Regions from separate parts of the Mus musculus genome. Here regions 2 and 3 are each linked to region 1. The links are chromatin contacts, called in public HiChIP or PLAC-seq maps. All regions are on one chromosome and are shown on one strand. Each heading gives the region's core, a stretch centred on a gene start, on an enhancer-like site or on the middle of the called end of the contact. The rest is flanking DNA. Distances are from core to core; before and after follow the strand shown.

Evidence for each region. HiChIP or PLAC-seq counts read pairs in DNA pulled down with a chosen protein or histone mark.
Region 2: an H3K27ac HiChIP or PLAC-seq map of embryonic stem cells shows a contact between it and region 1, with 3 times the contacts expected there. The contact joins two enhancer-like sites. A contact is called at or near these places in 2 of 115 datasets of contacts at active chromatin or transcription factors (both in embryonic stem cells) and 1 of 9 other capture datasets (embryonic stem cells).
Region 3: an H3K27ac HiChIP or PLAC-seq map of embryonic stem cells shows a contact between it and region 1, with 2.0 times the contacts expected there. The contact joins two enhancer-like sites. A contact is called at or near these places in 1 of 39 promoter capture datasets (cranial neural crest), 12 of 115 datasets of contacts at active chromatin or transcription factors (bone marrow-derived macrophages, embryonic stem cells, epiblast stem cells and 4 more) and 1 of 9 other capture datasets (liver).

What each region holds. Positions count from the first base shown.
Region 1 is chr11:30,749,441-30,751,950 of GRCm38.p6, reverse strand. No RefSeq gene overlaps it. Among named protein-coding and RNA genes, the nearest start is that of Psme4, 21 kb to the left of the region's middle. Within about 2 kb of position 1,255, at least 36 of the 459 cell types and tissues checked have an H3K27ac peak or open chromatin away from gene starts, as enhancers often do. A contact at or near this core is called in embryonic stem cells, where this site is marked.
Region 2 is chr11:31,744,500-31,747,009 of GRCm38.p6, reverse strand. No RefSeq gene overlaps it. Among named protein-coding and RNA genes, the nearest start is that of Gm39674, 5.5 kb to the left of the region's middle. Within about 2 kb of position 1,254, at least 29 of the 459 cell types and tissues checked have an H3K27ac peak or open chromatin away from gene starts, as enhancers often do. A contact at or near this core is called in embryonic stem cells, where this site is marked.
Region 3 is chr11:30,181,953-30,184,462 of GRCm38.p6, reverse strand. The region is part of intron 1 of Sptbn1 (spectrin beta, non-erythrocytic 1); the gene reads left to right. Among named protein-coding and RNA genes, the nearest start is that of Sptbn1, 37 kb to the left of the region's middle. Within about 2 kb of position 1,257, at least 142 of the 459 cell types and tissues checked have an H3K27ac peak or open chromatin away from gene starts, as enhancers often do. A contact at or near this core is called in embryonic stem cells, where this site is marked.

The DNA.
Region 1 (2,510 bases), core at 6-2,505:
GTCAGGAAGCTGATGGCTGTTTCTCCTACAAAAATCTCTGTGACTGTGATTATTGGGTTCAGCTGGTGACAAGGTGCTCCTCCCTTGATATTACTGATAGAAAAAGGTAAGAAAATTTTGTCTGTGTAGTCTAAATAAGTAAATGTGTGTAGCCACTTTATGTTTGTTTCTGACTGGTCTTAAATGTATAAATATGTTACTGACTTACAAGTTATTGGGTATGGTATAAACTTTGTAACAGTGGTAACAGAAAGTTGGCTTAGAACTGGTAACTCAGGGTTGGAGTCTTTCTGGACAACAACACATGGCATGACCAACCCAGGGAAACAGGTCTCTAAAGGTATCTCTAAATTGGGATAATATTTTATGTAATTCTTGTCCTAGAAGCCAGACTAATAGAAGATAGGATTTGAAACAATGTTTCTTTAATGAGCTTTAAAAGCTGCACCATCATGCATTCATATATAATAACTAGCAGTCAAACTCTGTAACATGAAAATAATGCACTTGGTATTGATTTTAGAGAGACTGGATTGTTTACACAGTTAAAAATCGGTTTTGCTTTCCAAAATTATGGTTATGCTCTGATATTGCAAAAGAAACTTTTAAGAATATATATATATATATATATGTATATATATATATATGTGTGTGTGTGTGTGTGTGAGAGAGAGAGAGAGAGAGAGAGAGAGAGAGAGAGAGAGAGAGAGAAACAAACATGCAGTGGCCACATTCATATATCCAAAACAGACAGGAAAAATGGTCCATACCTTCTGCAATGTTGCAATTCAGGAAGGGGAGGTCCAGTTCTCCACAGTCACAATGGTGCTGTAGCAGGGCCCTAGGTTTTTCAAAGCTTCCCACTGGCCTCAAGCATTGAATTCTTATCAGTCTTGTGGTTCATATATCCAGATACCCCAAGCCAGAAAAACAGGTAAAGCAATAAGAAACAGAGTAAAAACTAGAATGGAAAACATAGAGCCAAACAACAGAAAATATGAGACAGCAACATTTAACAACTGCAGCCCTCTGCTTTACTAGTTCACCAGTCTGATCAAGAGAAAAATTTTTATAGCTTTCTTGTAAAACCAACTAGAGGCTGGGGCTCTCTGAGTTCTTGGTTCTGAGATCCATTCTGGGTCCTTCTAAACCCTAGGCTTTGCTCCCAGTGTCAGGAATTCCTGAGCTCTATTGTGTAACTTAGGCATTGGAATCCTGTCAACAGGCACCATGGGGTCCTCTGGGGCCCAAAGCAGGTCAGAAAAGAAAAGCTTTTGTTGCCCTGATAATTAAGGTCAAAAATCTACCATTGTCTGGATAGCCTTCTGGACTTGGTACAAGTCCCTTTACCATCATAGCTCCTCAATCTCTGACCTTGTCTGGGGTGTTCAAACAAAACACACACACACACACCTCTACCTGTGGAATGTCACATAGCTATGGTTAGATTACAGGTTCAGCTTCCTTTCTCCTGATAGGAACCTGTTAGCACCTGGGATTCCTGAAATGCTTCTCCATGCTAATGAGACATCTTGGTACCTTACACCCAATTACCTTTGCCTATCCATACTCCTACCCCCCCCCCTCCCACAAAATTATAAAACCCTTGAGTCACCTCAAGGAAACTTGATCTGTCTCCCCACAGCTGGTCCCAGTGTGTCATCATTACCATATGTACTCACAGGGTTTCTGAACCGCCCCATCCATTGTCTCCGCTCCATTTACCCTCATGGACTAATATTGCCCAATGAGTCACAGCTGGCGGCACTGGATGAACTCCAATTAACCAAAAATAACCAGTGGGCTCTCTCCTGTAAAAGGAATTTAAGATGTTTGCTACCCAGTATAAAAGACACACAATCCAGGTGTTTTACTTACAAGCTGTAAGCCTAGATTGGGCAGGTTTTGGAGCTACATCTCAGTCAAATGCTCCTTGTTACATACTGTTTCTCCTAACCGTGTGCTCATGGTTCATCTCCTCTCATGGCTGTTTCCTCCCCGTTTTGTCCTCCCTCCTTTCTTTCCTCTTTGTACTTGTAACTCCCAGCCAGGTAACTGAAAATCTGCCCACCTCTATTTACTGCTCAATCAGAGGCTTTAGCCTTTTACTGGCCAAGGTTACAAAGCATCACATGGTGTACTTGAGGATCTTCTCATCAGCGGACAAGCAGGTCTGGGGGTGGGGGTGGGGGTGGGGGTGGGGGTGGGGGTGGGGGTGGGCAGTATTAGCATTTGAATACATAGCAGTACCAGACCAACTCCCTACAGACAATTGCCTTTGTCCTGAACAGGGTGCATAGACCTTGTCAGATCCTCCCCATTCCCAGATCTGGATACGCCATAACCAGAATCCAGAAAGTAGGCAGAAAAATGTCTTAGAAAGTTTACAATGGCTTCCAAAAGAAGGTCTTTATAAAAAAAAAAATGCTTGCTATCGCCTTTTTAGAGCATGGCTGTTCAGTATGGTAGTGGTGGGGTCCCCAGTGCCAAAGAGAAGAGACCAGCTTCAG
Region 2 (2,510 bases), core at 5-2,504, 1.0 Mb before region 1:
AGGCTGAAGGAGCACCTCAGACCCTGTACCACCTAAGAGATGCTAAGACCCCAGGAGGCTTCGGAGAACACATGGGAAGTAGTGTTTGCAGTTTGCAGTTGCTTCTGTTGGGCAATGGGGCAGTTCCGGCCCCCAGCCACCTCCATACACACAAAGCACTGCCCTGCAAGAGAACCTCAGCAGTAAGTAGTTAGCCAGGAGCAGTTCTGCACTGGAGTCACCCCGACTTCTAGGCAGCCTGGGGAGGGGGATACCAAAGAGCAAAGACGGTAACAGCAAAGAGCAAGACATGTGACTTCCTGCAATAACCAGGCCACACCTACTAAAATACAAAGTACAAGCACCTTTTGATGAGGTAACCCCTTGCAGGGGGTATCGAAGTCTATGCCATTTACTAAATTGCAGCACCGTGCCTTGTGGTAAAGACCCGGGAAACAACCTTCACATGGCCATCAACACCTGGGAAACAGTGAAATAAATCCTGAGTCACCCACACAGTGGAAAAGTGTGTAGCTAATCAAAAAGGTTAACGGTGCAGTCATTGATCTTAATTAATGTCTTAGGAGTTTTTTAATTGAGACCAACAATAAAATAACACCAATAAAAGAATCCTACCTTTTAGTAAAAGATATAAAACAAAAAAACAAAAACGAAAAAACAAAAACAAAAAAACAAAACTAAAGCCGTATCTTTTGAGTGTGTCTGACTTTGGGAATTAATTGTATAATGACATGGGTAGGAGATTATTCTTCACATATATACACAACCCCCAAGGGTCCAACATAACTCTCTCCTTGTCAGCAGAATGACTGTGAAGCAGCATGCATTTATCAGGCCTCACACTTTGAATTTTGAGTTGGAATTTTCCTGGGCTTGCCATGTGAATGCTCATTGACGCTGACAGCAGAAATTTCCAACCAACCACACAGTCATGAGGGGAAATTGTTCACACAGTACCTGCTCTGGTGGCCTGAGCCTTGTTCCTGTTGGGTCAGGAGGATTAGCGCCCACAAGGAGTTCTACAGGTCCCACCAGGTCAAAAGGGGCGTGACAAGAGCGTGTGTATTCTCTCAGACTTAATCATTGTCTCCCCTTAGTTATGCAAATAAACGACCTTGGGCAATTTTACAGGGAGATTTAATAAGGAATGAGGTTAAAAGAAAGAAAAACATAAGAGTCCGGGTGCGGGTGGTGCAGCCGGGAAAGTGAGTCCCCAGGCTGAAACACAGAACAGCCGGTAGTAAGACAAAGCAAGGTAGAGAGAACAATTTTAGCTCCAGCCCAGGCCTGAATGCCTGGAGAGAATCGGCCCAGGGAAGACCCCTCAGCATCCCTCAAGGGGTCCCCAGGGGCAGATGAGTCACCAAGGAGCACCTGCAGAGCAGCAAGATCAGAGCACAGGAAGGCACAGAGCTGGAGGAGCCAGCCTGAAGAGTGGGAGCTTTTTCTCTCCCTGAGCATGTTCAAGTGAGCTCAGGACGCCCTGGTCATGGACGCCAAGTGCCCCGGAAGTACAAATAGGTGCTCCCATCCCCCTCCAGTGGGGAATGTTGGTGGAGTGATCCCCTGGCATTTTTTTAAGTCCTCAAACAAGCATGCACCTCAACATGTCTCCTTCAGGAGCTCCTGTAATCTGGTGCCAAGAGACATGTACGTGTATACAACACACTATCTACACAGTATAACGCATAAGAAAGCAGGGCTGTGTTCCTCCAATAGAGCACCACAGGAGGGAGAAAAGGCATCATGCATACTTGGACACTGGTAGGAGGGAGGTAAAATTGTTAGCATCCTACGTTCAGTCTTCCCTGCTCCTCCGTTTTCTGTGGGATTTTAGACTCAAAGTAACAGAATGTCCCATAATATCTGATAGTTCTCGAAGTGGAGAGTTAGTCACACTGGAGGTCGGATGAGGGCCCATATGCCGCATCCTGACCCCCACTGCGACACCTCTGGGAGAGCTACAGATCATAGCAGAAGCACCCATAGCAGCACAATGGCACAATGTGGACTTTAGTTAGCAGGAGCAGAGGGAGGCACTGGCCGGATGGCTCTCTTTGTTTGCAGGGTGGGCAAACAATGGCTTGAAAGAATATCTCAGCTAGTCATTACAATATACAATCAGGTTTCCTGTCTGAATCCAAACAGCCACTCTGACCTGTCTTCCCTCCACCACGGCACCTGGAGCTGGCTGTAGCTTTGTGCTCTCTCCTTGGGTGCTCTGCTTGGCCACAGTCCACACCCTTCTTTTTTGTGTGCCTGACACTGCAGCCTGTCCACACCGTGTTTTTCCACCAAGCTGGAGCCTCTCCCTCATCTGTGTGACCTGCCCTGTCCTGCAGGCATGCAGTTCTGATTCTGCCTCTAGGGAGTTGCCCTTTCAAAAAAAAAAAAAAAAAGTCTTAGGAGAGCAGGCCATACTCATACGCATACGCATGCGCAGGGGAGCAGGATGCACAGGGGAGCAGGACCTACCCATACGCATGCGCATGAGCATGTCCTTCCCTCCG
Region 3 (2,510 bases), core at 8-2,507, 570 kb after region 1:
AGTTACAACTGTGCATAATTGTAGTCTTTATTGAGGTTGGGGAGAAGGGATAGTATTGAGGGAGGGAGTCTAGAGTGGTGGGAGCAGTTTGGTGGGGGTAGTGTGTGGTGATGGTCTTCTGTGCTTACCTCTCAGGTGGAATAGAGTATACGGGAACGGATGTGAATCCGTGGTCAGCCCTTAACACACACGCGTGCGCGCGCGCACACACACACACACACACACACACACACACACACACACACACACACACACCAACCCCCTGGGGACCCTTTCACCTTCTGCTGTTACCAGACTTTTCTTACCTCCTTTTCCTGTGAACTCCTGAATTAAGTCATTGATCCAGCCCTGTTGTGTGCTCAGGGTTTAAGGAAAAGGGAAGTGAGACACAGATCTCTTGGTAATTCAGAAGTTGATGTATGATCTTACGTTGTCTTCCCTTCTAGTAGGAATTTACAGTGTAACTTGACTAGATTTCTTGCATTAAAAAGAAAACAAAACTACTCTTGCATGAGGAGCCCTGGTAATTAGAATAATGACCAGGCATGATTCATTCTCTGATTAATATTCTGCTTATGGAAGCGTTTCTATCTCCAGCTCCACTAAGCAGCTGGACTCACAGGGATACAGTTTCTCTCTCCACCTTCAGGAAGCTCACCGACCAATCAAGAGACAAGAAGGAAGTTTTGTTGAGGATTTGAGTAGATACTCTGAAAGAGGAAAGGTAGACTACACACACTTGCAGAGCAGAGGCCATCTCTCCTAGGTTGCTGTGAGAATCAGCTCCATTCTTGTATGTCGACCCTCTGTGAAAAGGGGAAGACAAAAGCCAACTCAGTTGCTCAGGTTCCTGCTGGTGTAAAAGGCTTCGTTCTATTGGCAGTGGTAACTTTTACTGAGTACACTGTTGACTTAGTCAGTTCTGTTATTTGTGTTGGTCTCTTGAGACAGGTGTTACTATAGAACTGGAAATCATGGTCCTGCTGCCTCAGTCCCCCAGTGCCATCACACCTGTTATGCATTCCGAAGAATTCTCCAGATAAGAACAGAAATGATCCATATTTACATATGAGGAAAGAAGTAACTTGCCCACTGTTGAGTAACTGCTAGTGGTAGAGCTGGCATCTGCACCGGGTTGAGCACAAAGCCATTGTAGCTTTAAACCATTGTTTCACACAAACTCCATCCCAGAGAACGGAGGTGTGCTTGGGTGTGGCCAGCATGCGGAAGTTGTCTAGCAACAGTCCCTGCAGTTTATTCTCCCTCCCCACCTGCCTCTTTGTCTCTCCCTCTCTCTCTGACAGAGTATAACTACATTGCTCTGTCCTAGGACAGTGTTTCCTTCCTTCTTCTGGAGGGGTGCTCTTCTAGCCCAGGTCAGAAAGCCACCAGTTACTAGCATGCTGCTGCTTGAGCTATCCACCCTTTGTATTAGGATGGGTCATGCTCGTGGAGGCCGCGGTAAACCAGTGCTACTATGAAAAGTATGACTGGTGTCATCCGGTTTGGAATTGGAAGCCACACCCTTGCCACCACATTGTACTTCTTATACTGATAACCTGTGGCTTCAAAGTCAAACCACAAACTTCTGCATTGAATGTGAGTTTAAGAAAGAAATATGAGGTACCTTCACACACACATTATTTACCCTTTCAGACGCCCAGTGAGGTAGGTGTTTTTTCTGTCCTGTGGGTTAAGAAATCTGAGGCTTGTGAGGTGAAATATGTCTAGAGAAAAGAGAGAGCCAGCAACTGACAAATCGAGCAGGTAGCTACCAGTGGCGGAAATTGTATCAAGACAAAGCTCTTTTCAACATTTCTTGAAAATGGCTATGTTTCCTTTCCTTTGTGTCTGTGTGTGTATGTGTATACATGTTAATTATGTGCAGGCACACACTTACGTACACATAGATGCGTGCTTGTAGAGGCCAGAAGTCATTTCCCAGGAGTCTGTCAAGTGATATTTTTTTAAAATTTTGTTGTTAGCTTTTTTTTTTTTTAAATCTTGACACAGGATCTTGTTGTATAGACTGGTCATCCTCCTGCCTCAGTGTCTCAAGTTCTAGGGTAGCAGGCATGAGTCGCAGTGACCATCTCAAGTCAGATTTGTTTGTTTTGTTTTGTTTCTTATTGTTTATTTTTTGAGACAGGGTCTTTCTATGCAATCCTGGCTGTTGTGAAACTCTATTATGTAGACTAGGCTGGCTTACAGAGACTCCTCTGCCTTTCCCTCTGCCTGTGCCTCAAAAATGCTGGGAGTTAAACTGTGTATCACCATGTCTAGCCCAATTTGTTTGTTTTTTAAGATGGGTCTTACTGGCCTGGTGCTTATTAATTAGGCTGGACTGGCTGGTCAGAAACTACTAAAGATCTGTCTGTCTCAACCTCCCCAGTGGTGAGCACCGTAAGTACATACTGCCTGAGTGGTTTGCATATGTACTTTGTTGTTGTTTTGACATGGTTTCTAGGGATAGAACTCCAGTCCATGCTTCAGAGCAAGTAATTTATTAC